2 separate regions of the Danio rerio genome follow, and region 2 is linked to region 1. Evidence: chromatin contacts called from public HiChIP or PLAC-seq data. All regions are on one chromosome and are shown on one strand. The core of a region is the stretch at or near the end of the contact, and the rest is flanking DNA. Distances in the headings are between cores, read along the strand shown.

Region 1 (6,327 bases), core at 2,775-5,274:
TCCTTCTCGGTCTCGATGTGCGGTATCAACACGTCCTCCAAACCAAAGTCAAAGCGCTTGTGTTTGGAATTGTCCGGGAGGAAGAAAAAGGCTCCAAAGCACAAGGTGATGAAGGCACTGAGAATGAGGAGGAGGATGAACTTCTCTGAGAGCCGTAAGGTGGCTCTGTGATGGGGGAATGAGGAGGCACCTGGCGAGAGAGTAGGTATCCTACGTCCCGAGAGCGGCAAGAGAGCCGGCGTGGTCATATTTTGATGATCGACTGGAATATGGAGGGATAAGGGTCAAGGCTGTTTTCGCGCAAGCCACACTATTATCTCATTGCGGTGGAAGCGTTACTCCCGAACGTCTGCTTATCTCATAGAAATAAAGAGTTGTGTCCTGTAGATCACAGATGCTTCCACTTGCTCTGAAAACAAAGACACACATTTTTTTAGACGATGGCTATCATCGTGAGACATTCAGACATACTTGCATTAAAAATCAACTTCAGTTTCCATGGTAATTATGTTAAGAAGCAGAAAAAGCATGAATCTAAATGCTATCACAGGTAGCTCAGGTTCTCTAATTTGATTCCTCGGTTACTTGTGTGATTAGTAGTAATTTGGTCTTATGGTTTTGAAATGTACAAGTATGCTTGAAGTGGAGATGGAAATATTGTAATTAAGAGTTCTGAGAACACAAATGACTGAGCAAAATAAATGGGGAAACTTGAAATTTAAGATAAGATGCAGAGAGAGTAATGTTAAAAGTGGGTGACGGTTCGAAAATAGCTGAAAACTGATCTATATCATATATATGATATAATATGGTGGAGATAAATCAATTAATGTTTCATTTACAACATTTATTTGGGTCAAACTTTATTTTGATGGTCCGTTTGTTGAATTTACATTGAGTTACATTGCATCTACATGCCAACTCAATCTTATTAGATTATAAGAAGACTGTTAGGGTTATTTTTACATTTACTTGCAAAGTTTCTTTTAGTCTGTTAAATGTCTGATGAAGGAGCATATCAACAGATATTAAGCAGACAGCCTACTAATACACAAATGGACCATCAAAATGAAGTGTCACCTTTATTTGTTCTACTCTATATGTCATGTATACGGTGTAGGTGAAATTTTTAAATTCAGATGTAGTTTTATGGGTATTTTGTTTATAATACACAGTAATTCTTTAGGTTTTTAGGCTGATTACAAACGTTTCTGACTCTAATGTTGGAATAACAAATAGCAGATTTCCAAAATGTCCTTGAAAGCAGCAATAGTAGTAAAAAAAATTAGTACAAGTTGCACGCTAGCACTATTTGACATTGCATTAATCTAACATTTCACTCACTAGTGAGCAAAAAACTAAGTCAATATACCACATTCTGTCATGTAGATGTAACATCTGATTTGAAAATGTCTTCACAACTGTTAAATGTAGACTACAAGATCTGATGCATCACTTCAGTGTAATTCACACTTTGGTCATCTAGTTACTTTTCTCTGTTTCATGAGAAATTAATCTGCACACACTTCTTAATTCACTCACTAAGACAGAGGAACACGTGTAGCTTTTAGCTTGGCGAATAAAACTATGCATACGCCTATTTTTGTTAGAGGAAGTAAAAGAAGAATAAAAAGTATAATTGTTAAATTAAATAACACTCCCATATTTGTGCTGTTTTACTGAATACAGGCGCACACGGAATTTGCGTGCGCAGAAATCTGCAGATTTTAGCCAAACATTGAGTCTATTTATTTATTTGTGTAAATCTATATTTATTCAGTTTTTTTTATTAATTGCAGTAATATTATTGACTAATATGACAATGTTCATATGATATATTTACAATACAGTTTGTAAAGTAATATTTTCTGTCATTAAGCAGATATATGATAGACCTGCTTTGTTTACCAAATAAGTGGATCTAATTGTGTGAACATTAAATAAAAGTTAAAAAGGTTTTATTTTTCATTTCATGTATTTAGTTTTAGACACAATGGCACAATGGGTAGTGCTGTCGCCTCAAAGCAAGAAGATCACTGATCTGAGCCTCAGCTGGGTAGGTTGGCATTTCTGTGTGGAGTTTGCATGTTCTCCTCATGTTTGCAAAGTCCAAAGACATGTGTTATAGGTGAATTGGGAAGCTAAATTACCCATAGTGTATGTGCGTGAATGAGTGTGTATGAATGTTTCCCAGTGATGGGTTGCAGCTGGAAGGGTATCCACTGCGTAAAAAAACATATGCTGGGTCAGTTGGCAGATTATTCTGCTGTGGCGACCCCACATTAATAATAATAAAAGAACTAAGCCAAAAAAAAGAATAAATTAAGTTTTTAGTTACTACCAAAAGTATTCTGCATAAATCCACAGATTTTACACAATTCTGCACAGAAATAGCAAAAAAAAAAAATTGTAAACAGATTCGGTCTGGCCCTAAATATTAATAATGTTTTAAGTATGTGCATTACTGTGCAGCAAACTTGCCGTGTGATATTGTGTGGTAACTTCAGGTATTAATGGAGAAATCTTAGAAGGCATAACTATTATATTATATTATATTATATTATATTATATTATATTATATTTTGCTGACATCATGGTCCTTAAAATGTAAAGCCAATGGCTTACGACCAAATAATAATAATAACTGTGGCTAGCCTTTTATTAATACGCAAGGCATATGATTTTTGCTGGGAAAAAAAATGATAATGTTCTGTTAGAGACAAAAAGCCACCAACACCTTGGGGTGGCATAAAGGCAAGTAATTTAAAAGCTAAAACCTCATTTTTGGAAGATTTTCCATAAAACACTGATGTTTTTTTTTTTTTTTTTGTTTAGACTTTCAGATCGTTTAAAGACGTCTAATCTGACGTAAATAATTTTTTTTAAATGATCTTGTTGGAACCACAGGTACACTTAAGTCGAAGCACCACATGTGTGAATTCTTATGACCCGTTTTGAATATGAAAACATCAAGAATATGAACGAGCATGAAGCAGAAATACATCATTCGGCACAGACTGTCTAGTATCAGGCACACTTGCAGCTTTAAGCATGACAATGTGACACCTGTACAAGTGTTTGCGCTTGATTACAGCGTCTCACCAGGCGTTTCACGCTCAAACACCGGGGTGATGTTGAACATCACGCAATATTTTTCACGGGTATATTGAAGAAACAAATGTGAGCACATACCGTGAGGGTCTTTTTATCATTCTGATCCATGATCCTCGCTTTGATCCAAACGCTTCTCGGTGTCAAGGCGGGCTGGGTCGAATCGTTATCTTACGATAAACGGCCAGTCCGCCCTCACCGCCCGTTAAACGAAATATTTATCTTAAACTAGCAAAAACAACGATATGCTATCGATAAGGGACTGGCAGTCAGAATACACAAAACAGTATCGCAACCCAAGTAAACATAACAAAATCTGGCCGACCGGATACCAATCACAAGACTTAATCACCACGAGCTTCCGTTATTGGCGTAAACGATAAAAGTTGCCGTCACATCACGCGCGTACAGCGGAAAATATCAGTGTCGCGGACGGAGGTTCAGCACAGCATAGGCCTGGTCCGCTTGATGCCGTGGCAGCGTATCTGAAGCGGAGAGCGATATCAAGAGCCGATACAATAACACAAGTAAACCACGGGTGTATCGTAAACCTTGGGTAATCCCCTCTACATAATGCCCTATTTTAATAAAAGCTCAAGCCGGCCTGCGCTGGACGTGTGCTGCGCCTTTTTTCCTCCAGTAAAGGCATTCAGCAGGCAGCCGTGTAGCGGACTGATCCCGTCCTGCCGCTGCTGCATCACCTTGTCGGTGCCGCGGGATAAATCGGCGCCATACACCGTAAATCCACCATTAACGCCCAAAAGTTGCCAAGTTCACGTTCATGTCCCTGTTTCTGTACAGTGAAGCATTCGCGATGAGTACCACCGCCTCCGTTATGTCTTCGTTCCTCCTTTATTTCTGTAGCTGTGTGCGCCGCCAGCCTCCAATATCCAGGATGTTGTTACTGCAACAGCTACTCCTCCTCCTCCCGCTCCTACCAACATCCAGTCAGCGGCCGCGCGGTGCTGAAGCCGGGGAGCGTCGCGCAATGACGAGCATCGCAAGGCAACGCAAAATCAATGGTGGTTAATTATGGACAGTAAAGACGGTATTTATAGTAGCATAGAGTAGTCATTTTTTCAGTGCTCCTAATATGGACGTAACAAATAGTATTTTCATTTTGGGCAGCCTAATTTTAAATGGTCTGTTTTTACCTATATTAATTAGACTTTTTAAATATGTAATTTCTTCTATAATGTTTGTGTTGAGTTGCGTTGTTTGTATTGTTCAGTGTGTGCAAATGTGGCCCCAAAATTCAAGACAAACTTTCATCATTGGGGAAAGTTACTTTTGAAAGTGATGCATTACAATATTAAGTTACTCCCTAGCTAAGTTACTTAGTAATTTTTTATGGTAACTAAGGCATTACGTTACTTTTAACTTTTGCGTTACTTTTTTATTATCTGGCTGAGGCTTGGTTTCTTTCACAACTTTTTATTTCTTTTTTTATAGAGGAGGTCTGCAATGAACAAGGCACTGTATAACCTACACCTACATTTAACTTTAAAAAACACATAAAAATTAAGCAATGTTATTGCTACTTTTGAACCATTGTCTTAAGTAAAATCACTGTGCATTGAGACGAGCCCCTTTTCCTTTTCTTCGATATGTTCAAATGAATAAACACATTCTCTTATTGACTGCATGATTCATTGTGACTATTTTAATTTTAGCTTAGCAATTAATTTTTAAGCTAATTAATTAAACTAAAGTAACTTGCTATACATTTAAAAAGAATAAGCTAACTCAAATAATATGGCTTATTTTTTAAATGTAATGCGTTACTTTACTAGTTATTTTAAATAGTATCATTACAAAACTAATGTTACTTGTAATGCGTTACCCCAACAATTTGGGGACAAAAAAAGTGTATTAAGCTTAGTTAAGTAAAAGTCTTTTTTTAACTCTTAAAAGATACAATGTTTATTAATTGCATAACTATTTTAATAAGTAATTTGGGTTGAAAAATACAAATAAATAATAAAATGTCATTTTAATTATTTTAATTACTTATTAACTGGATATTCTAAACTTTACTATTTTGCACAAGTAATCATTTTTATTTAGAACAAAAAAATTTACATGCATTCAAATATATTAAATGTTAGTGGATACAATCTTCTAAAAATATTTCATAAAAAATATTTTATTTGTAATTAGATAATTTGTTATGTAATTCAATTTTTTTCAGCAATAATAGCCATATTATTGTATATTACTTATTACTTTATTATTACTTATTTATTACTGTATATTGCTAATTATTAACAATAAGCAATGATCATTATTACATTCATTACAATTACAAAAACATTTTGAAGATGATTATTTTGGAATGATTTACAAACAATGAAATTAAGAGTTTAAATGCAAAAACCTCTAAATGCCATTGAAATTTTCCTAAAATTAGTATTTTTTATCAGTCTCCTGTGTGTGTTTAGTAATGACACTTTTACAGCAAAAATAAGTCATTTTCCTGCTCTTTAAAGTAAAATATCTCAACATAAACAAAGGAGGCTTAGAAAAGCATTCATTTGTGATGGAAATTTCATACGGCACATAGAAGTTTTTGCATCTGAACTTCAAATATATGCAAAAAGTTTGACAGTAGTTATGGTTTATATCAAATCAAATGCATGTTAAACTGCAGATGAGACAATCTTGAGTACTTACATGTTCAAAGATATGCTAACCTCAAAAGAAATGATTTGCATATAATTAAATATCTCAAACTTTAGAGGACACAATTTTTGAAATGAATTACATACAAGAGCGGAGCAGTGGCGCAGTGAGTAGCGATGTCACTTCACAGCAAGAAAGTCGCTGGTTCAAGCCTCAGCTGGGTCAGTTGCCATTTCTGTGGAGTTTGAATGTTCTCCCCACGTTCATGTGGGTTTCCTCTGAGTGCTCCCATTTCCCCCATAAGTCCAAAGACATGCAGTACAGGTGAATTGGGTAAGCTAAATTGTCCATAGTGTATGAGTGTGAATGAGTGCATCGTGTGTGTTTCCCAGTGATGGTTTCATTTGGAAGGGTATCTGCTGCGTAAAACATATGCTGGATAAGTTGGTGTTTCATTGCAGTGTGGTGACCCCGGATTAATAAAGGGACTAAGCCGACAGGAAAAGGAATAAATGAATACATTTACATACAATCAAATATATGTTTAATCTTACTATAGCAGACACAATATTGAGGTTGGATGTAAAACTGTTC
Region 2 (6,327 bases), core at 1,382-3,881, 180 kb before region 1:
TGGAGAAATGATGCACTGGGGTTTGTTTGCCCTCGTCATAAAGTTCAACATCTGAGCTGAGACAACCTTTGCTGAAAACTGCAGTTTAACAAAAACAACGATAAAAACCTACTGCTGCTGGAGATGGACACATTCAGAGCAAAGACAGGCACGTCCTTCACAGTTTCACTGGAGAATGTGTTTTGATGTGGTGCAGTAGAAAAGTTGCTGGTTTTAACATCGACTAGGTGGACATAGTCAAACATAGTCAAACAGGTACAGAAACTGAATAATGAAATGTAAAACAGCACTGTGTAGTCTTCATTGTAATAATTCAGTAAAAATATTCTTCACTAAAATTACAAATGTACCTTTTTTATGCCAGAATGCTTTAATCTCTCTTAAATTGCCTTTAAAACGCACGCAAATGATAAAAAATTCACTCTGTTATGGTTATTCTTTGACTGATTTCATGACAAATCTTATGTATTCTCAACTGTTGTGCTGATCAACTATAATCCCAACTCAACATAGCATATACTGCAATGTGACTATTGCTGACACACACATTGCGATATCAATGCAGAAACAATACATCGTGCAGTCCTAGAATTGAGATTGAAGCCTAGCATAGATAAATAAGTGATACTAAAACTGCCAGTAGGTAGCAGCAAGTGCCTGTCTTAATACATGACTCAAGAAATCATTTATTCAAATGATTTGTTAAACTAAACTAAGCTAAATAAATGGATCACTAAACATCAACTGGTTAAAATACAGATTGATTCAGCAATGAAAAACAGCAGTGTTGCTCTGAAAGTGTCAAATGTTCTGCTCCAGTTTTGTTTGAACTGATTTATTGTACATTGGCAAAATGGGGGAAAAAAGAACTGAGCTCAAATTAGCCTTAAACTGATTCGTTCAGGAACAAAACAGCACAGATGTAGCTCTAAGCCACACAAATGTTTGGCTCTGACTTGGGTCTGAAATTATTTTCAGAAAAAGAAAAAATAGATATTGCACCTAAAATGCACTCTTGAATAATATATTAGGCAAGGCAAGGCAAGTTTATTTATACTGTATAGCACATATCATACACAGTGGCAATTCAAAGTGCTTTGCACAAAAACGAATAAAAGCGACTAATGAAAAAGAAAAGAAAAACATAAAAGTTTGATCTGTCAGACGTAGTACAGTGCTCATTCAGATGGAGAGATTAGAGTTACTAATTACCAATATCAAATATCTGTCGAATCATTAACAGGGTTCAACGCTAAGAACATTTTCTACTAGCCCGACTGGACCAGCAGTTCAGATTTTTACTGGCCCTTCCAAAATTTTCACTGGCCCCACCAAAATAAATAAATAAATTAAAAATAAATAAATAATAGCTATTTTTTAGCCACATATTTTAAATAATGCGTCAAAAATAATGTCTTTGAATCTAGAATTTAAATATTTTTTAAATGTTAAAATATTTAGATGTAAAATACAGCAGTATGGAAAATGAGCAGGTATTTTATTGTTAAACAAAAAGTGGCTGACTTAAAAGTGATGGAAAACCATGCAAAACATCATTTCATTTTTTTGTTGTGTTGTACCCATGTAAATATCTTTTTCCACAACGTTGGAAACAGACGTTTTCTTTTAGCCTCATAATTTGATGTTGCCGTCTCTTCACTGTTCTGGTTTTTACCAGGTTGTGGAAAAAAATAACGTGCTCACAACAACCAATCAGATAAAAGGAACCAAAAAGCAATATGGGGTTTACGACTTTACAGAAAACGTAGCATTCTGAGACTTAAAAGCACAAATTGTTTCTCGGTTCTAAGACTGTATTTGCACACAACTGACAGTAGCAGGCAAATTAAAATTTGATGACAAGGCAGCACTGGCCTGATCGGGCCAGTAACGATTCTCTCTACTGTCCCGAACATCTCTCATGCTGGCCCCGGGCCATCGGGCAGTCCTTAATGTTGAGCCCTGATTAATAATGGAGTCATTCATAATGTAGATTTCATGCACAACATACTTTCTCAAGCGCTTTTGTTTGATTTGCAAAGTTGTGCCATTCTCACATACTCCATCTTATCTCAACACCAAATGAAGACACTATTATGATATTTTCACAGACAATAAATATCACACACTCCTATTCCAACCTTGTAAGTAAAGATTAACTGTGAGGACTTGAAGCATTTCATCCAAAAAATAAAGTATTTCTGCAATTTTTTATTTACATGAGCACGACTAAATGATGACAGAATCATTTTTCTTTATTTTGAACACTGCTTCATGTGGCTTCTCTGCACAAAAATAATTATCAGATGCTTTGGATAAATATTTTTCTGCTCACAAAAACAAATATGCTTCTGAACACTTATTATTCTGTCCTCTTCTTTACAAACCCACCAGCAAAAACACAAAATGACTGACTTCACTCTACTGACAGTGCAGATTATTACAAGTACTAGATGTCAAATGTGCAGCAATCAATATTTTATTTCTCACGCAGCGGTGCAGTGTTATCATCATTTCATTGACTACAACCCTGGGATCCTACCAGGTGCTTCTGAGCAAAAGTGTCTAGAAAATACTCGGTGTTGATGACTCACAGCCAGACTCCTCAGAGCAGAGTAAGATCTGTTGCTTCGCTCATGTCAGAGCGCGAGCAGTGCGGTTGATCATGTTTTTAGGTCAGTAGATATAATGAAGACGTAGCAGAGGGGGGAGGAAAAAAAGCCTCTGGTTCTCAGACAAACCATACAGCTGCCCAAGTCACTCCCGAGGGTTTTATTTCCAGTCTTATGGATGTTAACGTGGAGTCTATTAAAATGTGCAGCAATTCACTAGAATAGTGTGAGGAGTGTACCCTGCCTTTGAGATATTTCTGACTTCTCACAGACAGACAGACAGACAGACAGACACACACACGTTTCCACTTTAAGCCAAATATCAAATTCCCTGACTTTTACTGACTAAAAGCAGATTTAATGGAGAAAAAAAAAACAGGCCACTGTTGTGCTTTTAAATTATTGATTAAAAACATAAATAATATTAAAATATACTATAAGGACATGATAATGCAGTATTTTTAGATTGAATATCATTTTGCATGACTTTAAGCTACTATGAGAAAAATAACAGATAATTTTCCTCAGATTTTGAACAAAAGCTGGGGTATTTACTGTTTGTGGGGCTGTGCAGTGCTCCATCTCCCATGTTTGATAGCTCGATAGGAATTTTACAAATGTTACATTTAGCTTTCCTGCCATCTACAGTACCTTGTAAACATCCAGTCTAGGGCAGTATGATACTGGAAAAATCTTACATTGCGATATTTTTTTATTCTGCGATATACAGTTAAAGTCAGAATTATTAACTCCCTGAATTATTAGCCCCCTCTTTATTTTTCCCCAATTTCTGTTTAAGGGAGAGCAGACTTTTTCAACACATTTCTAAACATAATACTATTAAATAAACAATAACAGACAGTAAATAATAATTTACTTGATATTTTTCAAGACACTTCTATACAGCTTAAAGTGACATTTGAAGTCTTTATTAGGTTAATTAGGTTAACTAGGCAGGTTTGGGTAATTAGGCAAGTTATTGTATAATGATGGTTTGTTCTGTAGACTATCAACAAAAATATAGCTTAAAGGGGCTAATAATTTTGACCATAAAATGGTTTAAAAAAAACTGCTTTGATTCTAGCTGAAATAAAACAACGTTTGAGAAATATTTTAAAAAGACAGAAGAAAATCAAAAATCAAAGGGGTAACTGTATATTGCGATATAAATAAAATTTCACTAGATAAGATAAATAACTATTTGGAAAGAATTTATAATATCAGATAAATTAAGATGAATTTGTAGGGGAGTGCATAAAATATAATACACATTATACAAGCATAGATTCAATATGAAAAATTCAATAAAGAAAAATTTACAAATTAAATAAACAGCGCTTTATTGTTTTTAGAGTTGTCATTCTGTATTCAGGTTTAAAGTAATTGAATAACAAAATTAAAAATAATACTGCAAGCCTTTGTTTTATGAACAATTCAATAAAATTAATCATTATAAATTTGTCAGTTACAATCGGTACAGTCTCAGGTCCTTTACAAAACACTTGCCAAATGATAAATTCAGACTAAACATTGCACATTCTCACGATGTAACTATTGCGAATGATCACATTGTGATGTCCATGCTGAAGTTATATCTCTGAACTTTAATATTAAATCTATATAAAATGCTGCGCTCAAGCGGGTTTGGTGCTCAAGTCTGCATCGATGCATATAAAGAACACAACACAACTTTCACGAGTCCTCTGATCTTGCTGTCTTGAGTTTTGGAACTGAACTTTGGCAGTTGAAAATACTGTTATTCGAGAACTTAAGAACGCAAGATCGCATATTGAGAAACAGCCATTGTAAATCCATGACCTGTGGAAACCCTCATATTACACAAGCACATACAAGATGGCAGAAACGCAACAATGAGAGGCCTAGAAATGGTTTTGTTTGGCATGTTTTCACTGAACCATGAGAAACAATTATAGTAACAAATTAAAAAGTAAAGCATTATAAGCTATGAACCAAACCAAAGAGCCAAGCACTAATATGGACAAAAAACATTTAATTTTCATACATGATGTTTTCTTGTCACTTTTACGGTTAATTTTTTACTGGTCACATTATCCACCTTTTCTGAATGAAAGTGATACTTTCTAAAATGTGTAAAGTTACAATGACATCATTTGACGAACAGAAAAGTAGGTGTTAGTTTTATAAAAAATGTCTCAAGTTGGCCTCAAATTTGGGTTGTTGGTGTCCAGTTCACATTTTCCATGCTTGGTTTTAGTAGACTATTGGAGTGCAATTAGTCACACTATGCGTGCTATTCACACTAGGTGCAAACCAACACTTAGAAGATGAAGAAAGTGAAGAACAAGAACAGGAGAGAGAGAGAGAGAGAGAGAGGGAGAGAGAGGGAGAGAGAGAAATGCAGAAGACAGAGAGAGGAGCTAATTTGGGCTGAATGAGCACTTCCCTCGGGATTACTAGTTGGAGCGCCTGTGTTTGTGAGAGAGTGTGTGTTTGTGTAATTCCCAGAATGCAGATTCCGGCGCTGAAGCCTAATCTGGTTGATGCGGATCATAAGAGCCAGAGATGATCCTGTTATTACACATATGAGGATATGAGCGTGGACATTCCCCATGATACAGCTTCTGCTCTCCGTACACAAACACACTGTGGACCCCTTGGCCTGAGATGTTCCTTAATGCATTTATATGGTTCCAATAGACATTTATAGAGAACACGCTAAAAATGGAGGAATGTATTTGAGTTCCACTGGGGTTCAGGGGTTAATTTCTGCCCTCAGGGTTTCTGTTTATTTGTGCATCCGCCGGCTTTTATAACAAACCTTCTGCCTGGTGTTTATTCTATCCAGAACTGCCAATCAAAGCTGACACAAACACAGGGCAAACTGATGCAAGCGCAGCCAATCAGCATCCGGGACGCTGTCTAATGAAGAAATTAGGCTATCGTCAGAGAGGATGTTTATGCGCATTTAGTCAAAGGCTCCTCATCTCCTCAAAGCAAATAAGGACAGTCGGTATGTTTCTGCATTTCCATTTCAAAAACATTTTCTGCCTTTATTTGAAAATGATTCTTTCTGGTTTATAAATAATCTGTAAGGCTTCCGAGGAGAAAATGTAAGAAATACAAAGCTTAGAGACTCTAAATAAATAATAAAAAAAAGAAATACACAAGGTGGCAGAAAGAGAGTTACGATAATTAAAGAAGCTTTTTCTTTTCTCTGGATTACATCACATACAGCATGATGGAGCTTTCTGAAGATATCCTAAGACTCATTAACTTGACTGTGTTTAGGAAAAAAGCTACATTTATTTTGTTCTTTAACGAACCAGTGACAGGCATATTTCACCCCTAAAAACATATTTAAATAATCCTAGTTTTGTTTATAGGTCAAAGATGAAAAGTTAAAAATTAAAACACATTATGAATCTTTATTTTAAGCAAAGAATAACGACTATAATAAATAAAAACAGCCACTGAAACCTCATTCACTGTCACAAAAGCCTGTGTATCAACAAAAATCTTGTCAGCCATATTTGGAACAAAAATCATATTCTGACATTTTTAAAAGTCTACCTACATAAAAGGTCATAGGACAGCCTCAAAATACTAATTAATTGTCATTCTGATCATACTGATAATTGGTATTTTATTACAAGACTAAATGTGTTATTAACAGATGGGGACCAACACGGTGGAAAGACAACAAGATACTAAGGCCAACGAGACATTACTGATG

Evidence for each region. HiChIP or PLAC-seq counts read pairs in DNA pulled down with a chosen protein or histone mark.
Region 2: a contact with region 1 is called in an H3K4me3 HiChIP or PLAC-seq map of embryo, with 4 times the contacts expected there. The contact joins the enhancer-like site here to the promoter of man1a2 in region 1. A contact is called at or near these places in 3 of 18 Hi-C or Micro-C datasets (embryo, hematopoietic stem cells and an unstated tissue) and 4 of 4 datasets of contacts at active chromatin or transcription factors (caudal fin, embryo, gastrula embryo and 1 more).

What each region holds. Positions count from the first base shown.
Region 1 is chr9:22,163,594-22,169,920 of GRCz12tu, reverse strand. man1a2 (mannosidase, alpha, class 1A, member 2) reads right to left here and starts at 4,024. Exons shown (of 14, transcript NM_001256622.1): 1 at 3,813-4,024; 2 at 1-409. The coding sequence starts at 248. All of the region lies in intron 2 of LOC141376109 (a long non-coding RNA gene), which reads left to right.
Region 2 is chr9:22,337,900-22,344,226 of GRCz12tu, reverse strand. All of the region lies in intron 6 of man1a2 (mannosidase, alpha, class 1A, member 2), which reads right to left. All of the region lies in intron 2 of LOC141376109 (a long non-coding RNA gene), which reads left to right. Among named protein-coding and RNA genes, the nearest start is that of tent5c, 55 kb to the left of the region's middle. Within about 2 kb of position 2,631, at least 7 of the 62 cell types and tissues checked have an H3K27ac peak or open chromatin away from gene starts, as enhancers often do. A contact at or near this core is called in pancreas, where this site is marked.